Linked DNA regions of Arachis hypogaea: region 1 is linked to region 2. Evidence: chromatin contacts called from public Hi-C data. All regions are on one chromosome and are shown on one strand. The core of a region is the stretch at or near the end of the contact, and the rest is flanking DNA. Distances in the headings are between cores, read along the strand shown.

Region 1 (3,950 bases), core at 283-2,782, 240 kb after region 2:
TTTATACAACTTATTGACATTTTTTACCTTTAAGTTAATTGTTAGAGTAAAGTATCGTTTTTGTCCCCAATATTTGGGGTAAGTTCTAAAGTTGTCCCTAACGTTTTAATTGTTCTATTTAAGTCCCTAACATTTCAAAATTGACTCAATGTTGTCCTGCCATTAGGGATCCGTTAGCAGAATTGACGGCGGGATAAAATTGAGACGATTTTGAAACATTAAGAACTTAAATAGGACGAAAACGTTAGGGACAAAAACGATACATAGAAATAAATTTTAATTTTATCCTTCAATAATATCAATTTTTTACTATACATAGTATTCAATTATTTTTTAATCACATCTAAGTAAATTACACTTAATCATATTACTTTCATTCTAAATAAATTATTTATTTTTATAATTTTACTCTTAAAGATTTTTAGTTATCATGAAATGTTTGTAGAATGACTAGTATATAAACTTGTGAAAGAGAAAAAAATAATATATATACAATAAAATATAAATTATACCTTTTGTCTCTAATGTATCAAAATTCTTTAAAATTATAAAAAAATAAATTTATTTAAAATGAAAGTAATGTGATTAAGTATAATTTACTTAGATGTAATTAAAAAATAATTGAATACTATGTACAGTAAAAAAATTGATATTATTAAAAGATAAAATTAAATTAAAATTTATTTTTATGTATCGTTTTTGTCCCCAATATTTTCGTCCTATTTAAGTCCTAACGTTTTAAAATTGTCTCAATTTTGTCACACTGTCAATTTTATTAACGGATCCCTAACGGCAGGACAACATTGAATCAATTTTGAAATTTTAGGGATTTAAATAGAACGATTGAAACGTTATGCGCAACTTTAAGACTTACCCCAAATATTGGGGACAAAAATGATACTTTACTCTTAATTGTTATTAATTTTAAAACATAAATGTCAATAAAAAATACCTTCTATTTAGATTTAAATAAAATATCAAAAAAACAAAACGAATAAGAATAAAAATTCAACTTTTGTGTTCTAATTTAAATTCTAGAAAATCTTCATTTTTATAAACTTGTAAATTTAAAATGGAACAATAAACAATTTCTAAAAATTCATTAAAAATTATTCTTTGATTCATTGGTATCTAAAAATTCATTATCAAAATTTTTAATATTAAAAAATTAATATAAAATATAACTCTCTAAAATAATATAAAAGTTAAAACTTTATTCTTTTTTAGAATTAGAAATAACAGATAATTATACAATATAAAATAATCAATTATATTTATACAATATGTAATTTAATTTAAAAAATAATTAAATATCGTATCAATTAAATTTTTATTTAATTTATAAAATTAAATATAAAATTTATATTTTGATAATGACATTATACTCTGAAAAAATCATTTAATTTATTAGTGTAAATTACCCGTTAAAATGACTTTTATTAAAATCTGCACATCCTATAATATATTAGAGAATTTCTAAATTTTCTGAGGGCCCACAGCACCCCACTTGTCCCATCCTCAAATCTGCTCCTGATTATAGGTTAATGATTTTTCTGACTTGGCCTAATTCGTAGAACGGAACCAATACATACTTCTTTTGGTTGAACTAGGTCAAAATCCATAAATTTATAGATTAACACACAAAAAAAACAAAAACAAACAGAAAATAGAATAATTTGATTAGGAAGATTAGCCGTCATTGGATGCTCTAGGAATTCCCATCAAACATCCACAAGTGCTCAAGAAACGACAAGATGAGATGGTATCCTATATTTCTTAAGCATAAAATAAGAGATTTAAGCTTTCCATAAAAAATTATGACCCCGAAACTTGTATTATTACAAAGATTTTTATTTCCAGACAACCATCTAATCAGACTCCATAACTATCAAATAAACGGGATTTTTCGTCCGTTCCCAAACATTGGAACTGAGGTAGCTCAAAAAGTGATTAAAAATATGGCTTAGCTAAGTTGGACATATTATTGTTAATAAAAAATTTTTATTTTTAATTTTATAAATACATAATAAATATACTAAAAATTTAAATTTTATATCATTTCAAAAAAAAATTCTAATTTAATTATTTTAATATGTATATTTCAGATACATGCTAACTAAAAAGAAAAGCTGAATAAGCAAATCCGACACCTCTCATGGTCATGGATGTTGTGCCGTTGATAATGATTAGATATTGCTGGTGGTTGTCATGGTGTTTGAGAGAGGATGATGTTGACGGTGGTGTTTGAGGAAGAAGAGGAAATTGACGGATAAGAGTAAAATGAAAAAAAAAACTAATATTGACCTGATAAATTTTTAATATTTAGAAAAATTTGAAAAATAATAGTATAAAATTCCAAACTTATATAAGATTTGATAACACAATTAATATAAATTAAACATTAAGAGTATTTTTTCAAAACTTATCTTTCATATTAGGATAAAGAATGAAAATTTATTGAATTTTAATTTATTCCTTGTTAAAATGTTAAATAATGTACATTATTTTTATTAGGAGATAAAAAAATTAATTTTATAGAGTATTTATCATAAAAAAGTTTCAATTTTTTAAAATAAATTACAAAAAATTCAAACGTAGACAAAAATTCTAAAAGATAAAACTGGTAAAAGATCTTTGAAAAGATTTTAAAATATTAAAGAAAATAACCAATTATCAAATAGTTCTATGTTTATTACATAAACATTTGTGTTTCTCACATCAATGTTATTTTTAATATTGGAGAAGTGTGTGTTTTATTGTATTACGAGGGTGATGAGGTGCATCACAAAATTGTGGAGGATAATTAAAAAAAAATTTGAGCATTAGATTTGAATACCAAAATTTTAGGATTAGATTTGTATTTATAATTTTTATTTTTCTAAAATTAAAAATTTAAGAATCAACTTTGTGTTTATGAATTTTTTTATTATTTTAAAATAACAAATCTAACCTTTCAATTTATATACTTCTAAAATTTTATTATAAAATTTGACTCTCTTATTTTTTATCTTCATATTAAAAAAATACTTAATTTATCCATAACAATGGATAACATACTATGCTTTTTTTTTATTTCTAAAAAAAATTAGCCACATCTTTTAAATACAATTTAATAGTTTACTCAATTTATTAAAATAAAATATTTTATAAACACAAAATTAACTACAATATATATATATACATTTATGTGTATTTATATATATTATTTTATATATTTTTTAATAAAACAATTAATTATTAGAATAATTATACTTATCATAGTAGAAAAGCATTACATATCATTATGGAATAAGCATACATGTCATATTCAAATAAACAAGCTTTTTTACAATCACATAACTAAAAATCTTTTAGACTTTTACAGCTTAATAATTAAATATAGAGTATATACCTATTTTGGTTCTCAAAAAATTTCCGACCAAAAACTTTAGTCCTCAACTAAAATTAATTATTCGATTAGTCCCTAACAATTAATTCTGTCAGTCACTTAGGTCCTTTACTCTGTCAATTCTAATGGAGGACAAAATAGTCCATGACAACTCTAACAGGGGACAAAATGGTCCCTGATCTCCTTTGTTCGAAAACGACACTGTTCTCTCCCAATTTCCATCATATCTCGCATAACACTAACAGTCTAATATTGTAACTTCAAGCTACACAATGCATACTCTATAACTTTAATGTTCATATATAAGAAAAAAAATTCTCAACTTATTCTCAACCAATTCATACTCCGAAAACTAATGACTATGTCATTCAACTACTTATCGTCTTCGATGGATCCTATGAATCTAGACAGCAAGTCTGATTTGTTAAGACTCGTCGTCGTTGTTGTCATCTCCTTCCTCCTCTCCCCTATCATCTCCATGACACCACATTGTCCACCACTCCGATTGCTTTCTTCAACTTCTTCTCCGAACCAATGTTCAGTAATCGCTTCAGTTTTCATA
Region 2 (3,995 bases), core at 200-2,699:
CCTGGTAACAGGGTCCAGGGAGCAAACAAAGATGGTTTCTTGCTCTGCTGCTCAATCCCACTTCCTTTTGTCTCTTAATTTAATTTAGTTTAACTTCTTTTTATGCACTTCGTGTGCCTACCCCTTACCATTCCCATCACACTTACTCACCTTATTATTGGGAAACAATGACACCAGATGCTCCATTATTCAATCAAAGGAGCTTATTGTAAGTTTTAATTTTATATTATGGAAAACGATCAAAGTCCTCCTAACTATTTTTCAATTATTTTTAAATATTTTATTTTATATTTTTAATATTTCATGACTTCTAATCATTATTCTCATTGTCTTCCTATATTTTTTCTATATTTTTCCTATATTTTTCTTAGACAGTTAGACAACCCTGAATCAATTTAAAATCCTAATCCCTAATTCCATGAACCATCTTCATCTTCACATTATCTTCTTCGCTTTCTCCTCTGATTGAATTCTTCACCTTATTTGTTTCCTTTGATTTAGTTCATTCGAGATTCTTCACCTTCTCTTTATTCAACTCAGACGAGATGGAGAGAACTTAAATAGAGATTAAGAAAAGCAAAGAAGAAGAATGAACATGGAAGAAAGAGAAGAGTGAGGCATGATGGGGAGAGAGAGAGAGAGCATGCCACTAGAATAGAAAAAGAAGACAAGAAGAGAGAACACAAACATTAAAGAAGAAGAATTTGAAACGAAGAAAGGGGAAAGAATGAAGAGGCAACTGCACCGTCGCCACTGCTGGAGTGGCTACTGTAGGAGAAGGTCATCAAAGCTGCTACTATCCAGAACCGCCATTAATGTTCTGTTCTACTTTGCCTCTCCTTGGTACGACTAACTCTGTTCTGTTGCCATTGTTTTACAAATGGTGAAAAGCAGATCAGCCCATGTCCCTATACAATATACATTACTACGGTCACCTATTTTGATGAATTACCTTCAATGTAAAACGTGAAATTGATAGCTAAGAATCATAAAATGATTTAAATGATTTAAAAGATCATCTGAAAATTAATCTCTGTCTAAAATTCATTTGTTTAATAAATGATCACTCTTATAATAGGTGGAATAAAAGTAGTTTATTCACATTAACCACACACACAAAAGGAATCCTTGCATAGTTGCAAAACTAATGTGTTGAAGTAATAAATTATCAAGTGAAAAGACATCATTATTCTTTTTCTTGTTATGGACAACGTGAACAAACAAACAAACAAACAAATATATATGTTTAGAATAAGTTGACAAGAGAGGACAAAAAGAAAAAAGAAAAAAAGTTGGAGGGAACAACCAGCAAACAAGGAATTGTTGATTGATGAGTCGCCAAACAAATCAGAGATTTTGTATTGTGGTAACAAACTTACATAGTAGGAGTAGCTAGTATAGCTCTCATTCTATAAAAAGGGTGGTCAATAACAACCCAAATATCGTTTTCAGGTACTTTTCGTGATCACATGAACTCATGTGTTGGGTATTTTATTCGATGGAAATAAAATAGGAGGAGGGGAATTAGTATAAAAGTCATAGTGGCCCATTGCATTTTATATGATATATTTGTAAAGTAAATGGGGAACACTAGCTAACTAGGTATATAGTTCTTCAACTGTTGCTGTTGTCAACGTGATCCGTTATTATCATTTTCATTTTTGGACTTTGATGATGAATATTTGAATAAACTTTAATAATTTTGGTCCTTAAATTTGTATTGGGCGATTTCCTCCTTATAGTTTATAGGATGAAAGAGTTTAATTTCTTCAGCTTTATTAGTGCTCGATTTGTATTTATTTTATTAAAGTAAAGAAATACAGGCATTTCTATTTTTTTTAAAAAAATTCTTTAATGTAAACAAGGAATATGTTTTTCTTTTAAAAAGTAACTTGTTAAGAAAAATAGTAAATTCTCTATTAAAAGAAGTATTTCTTATATTTCCTATCCAAATATAAATTTATTTTTATAATAAGAATATATTAAAAATAATTTTTAGAATAATACCGTAAATTAATTTTTAAAATTTTTTTCATTGTATACTTTAGTTCTCAACAAATTTTAATCACTAAATAAGTTTCAAAACTCTTATTCCTTAGATAAATTAGTCCCACATAAAATTATTTGTCTATATAGAAAGACTGATCTTAGAATATAATTTTAAAAAATTTTCAGGACTGATATGTCTTTATTAAATAAATGACAGAAGTTGATTTGTCTTTTATTAAAAATTTGATGTGAATATCGATATATCTAACAAAATAAAATGTTAGAAATTTATTTGGAGATTAAAATTTATTTATGATTAAACTATTTGATTAAAAATTTTTTAAAGACTGATCTAGTGTATTAATCTAATTTTAAAAAACTAATCCAAACTCACCCTTAAAATAGTTAATTATTCAAAATGTGATTGTCTAGGATGAATATAACATCTCAAATTTTTTAAAATTAAATAATTAATTATTGAGTCAACATATTATATTAAGATTTTGTTTTTAAAAAAATTATTTTTTAACAAAAATAATTAAATAAAATTTTATGAATATTTAAATTTAATTTAATTATAATTTATTTTATTAATTTAAATTATTTATTAAAATTATTTTAATAGACAAAATTTAAATTGATTTTTATAATAATAATAATAATAATAATAATAATAATAATTATTATTATTATTATTATTATTATTATTATTATTATTTTTATTATTATTATTATTATTAACGTTTAACAGGAAAAAAAAAAAAAAAGAAGAATACTTGGCCGAAGCCAAGGGGAACAAAGGCAAAAGAAAGATTGATACTATTATGTATACTATGCATGCATTAACATAACAATGACACATATATATATCCATTTCCTTTGATAAATATTATGACACCTAACCACCATTGCCTTGCCAAATCATCATCAACTCATTTAAGCATTTTCTCTAATTCATTCAGTAGTCATCGAACTTGCATTTCAAAATTATTAAAAACAAGAGTAAATAAGTTTCAAATTCAAGTTGTCACTTGAGTTTGAGGGGATGTTAGAATATAATTAGGATCAATTAGAATTAATTAGTATTATTTAGTATATTTGAATATTTATTATAAGAGATTATGTTTTTATTATTATAATTCTTTTAATACCTATAAATATCCTTTTATATTGTATCATTCTAGAAGAGTTGAATAGACAACCTGAGCAAACAACTTGAATATACTCAATAATACACAAATTATAGTCTCTTGTTTCTAACAATTTACATATAAAGCCCACGGTTTAACATTTTCAAATCAACACCATAACTATTTACTTTCCATCACCTTCCCGTAACCTTTCAATCATTTCATAATTAAACGTGCTGTGTTCTCTTTTTTCTTTCTTTCTTTTTCTTAACAAGCCAAACTCATATCATAACTTAAAACGAAATCTCTTCTTAAAAATTGGACTTCACCACCCATCCAGACTCCCTCAAATTCATCACTTTTTAAACCAAACTCAAATCCAACTTCATTCAACAATTATCAGTACGACAATTTCTTCAATAATTAACTCATCATATTACAATTTAACAGGTAACACTAATTTAATCACCTTTCACAGCCACAACTCAACCAATTCATCATAATCACACAAAATTAGAATTTCAACAACTCCATCAAAATCAGAAAACCAATATAAATCACAGCTTCAATTCAAACCCATCATTCAGTCATTCCAAGTAATTATAAATTATTTGTAAATATCCACTAAACTTCCGTGGCATTTATAATTTAAAACAATTAATTTCAAAATAAACCCGCTACCTTCGTACGAAATTAGAATCAACAAAAATTCTGGAGAAGCTTTCTAACCGAATTGCTGAAGAAGAAAATGTCAGAAGTCGTCTGTGCCTCCTAGAATTTCAATTGGCCTAACTCAAAGGGAAGAGGAGCTACATCACCGTCAACTTCTACCGAATAAAAGTAATGTATGCCAACATGTAGAGGAGGAGGATACGA

The links. Hi-C and Micro-C count contacts between places; a contact is called where the count stands out from the background.
Region 1: a contact with region 2 is called in a Hi-C map of leaf, with 4 times the contacts expected there. The contact joins two enhancer-like sites. A contact is called at or near these places in 2 of 8 Hi-C or Micro-C datasets (leaf and an unstated tissue).

Annotation. Positions count from the first base shown.
Region 1 is chr10:9,877,264-9,881,213 of arahy.Tifrunner.gnm2.J5K5, forward strand. No RefSeq gene overlaps it. Among protein-coding and RNA genes, the nearest start is that of LOC140175572, 12 kb to the right of the region's middle. Within about 2 kb of position 1,533, at least 1 of the 3 cell types and tissues checked has open chromatin away from gene starts, as enhancers often do.
Region 2 is chr10:9,640,507-9,644,501 of arahy.Tifrunner.gnm2.J5K5, forward strand. No RefSeq gene overlaps it. Among protein-coding and RNA genes, the nearest start is that of LOC112715109, 9.0 kb to the left of the region's middle. Within about 2 kb of position 1,450, at least 2 of the 3 cell types and tissues checked have open chromatin away from gene starts, as enhancers often do.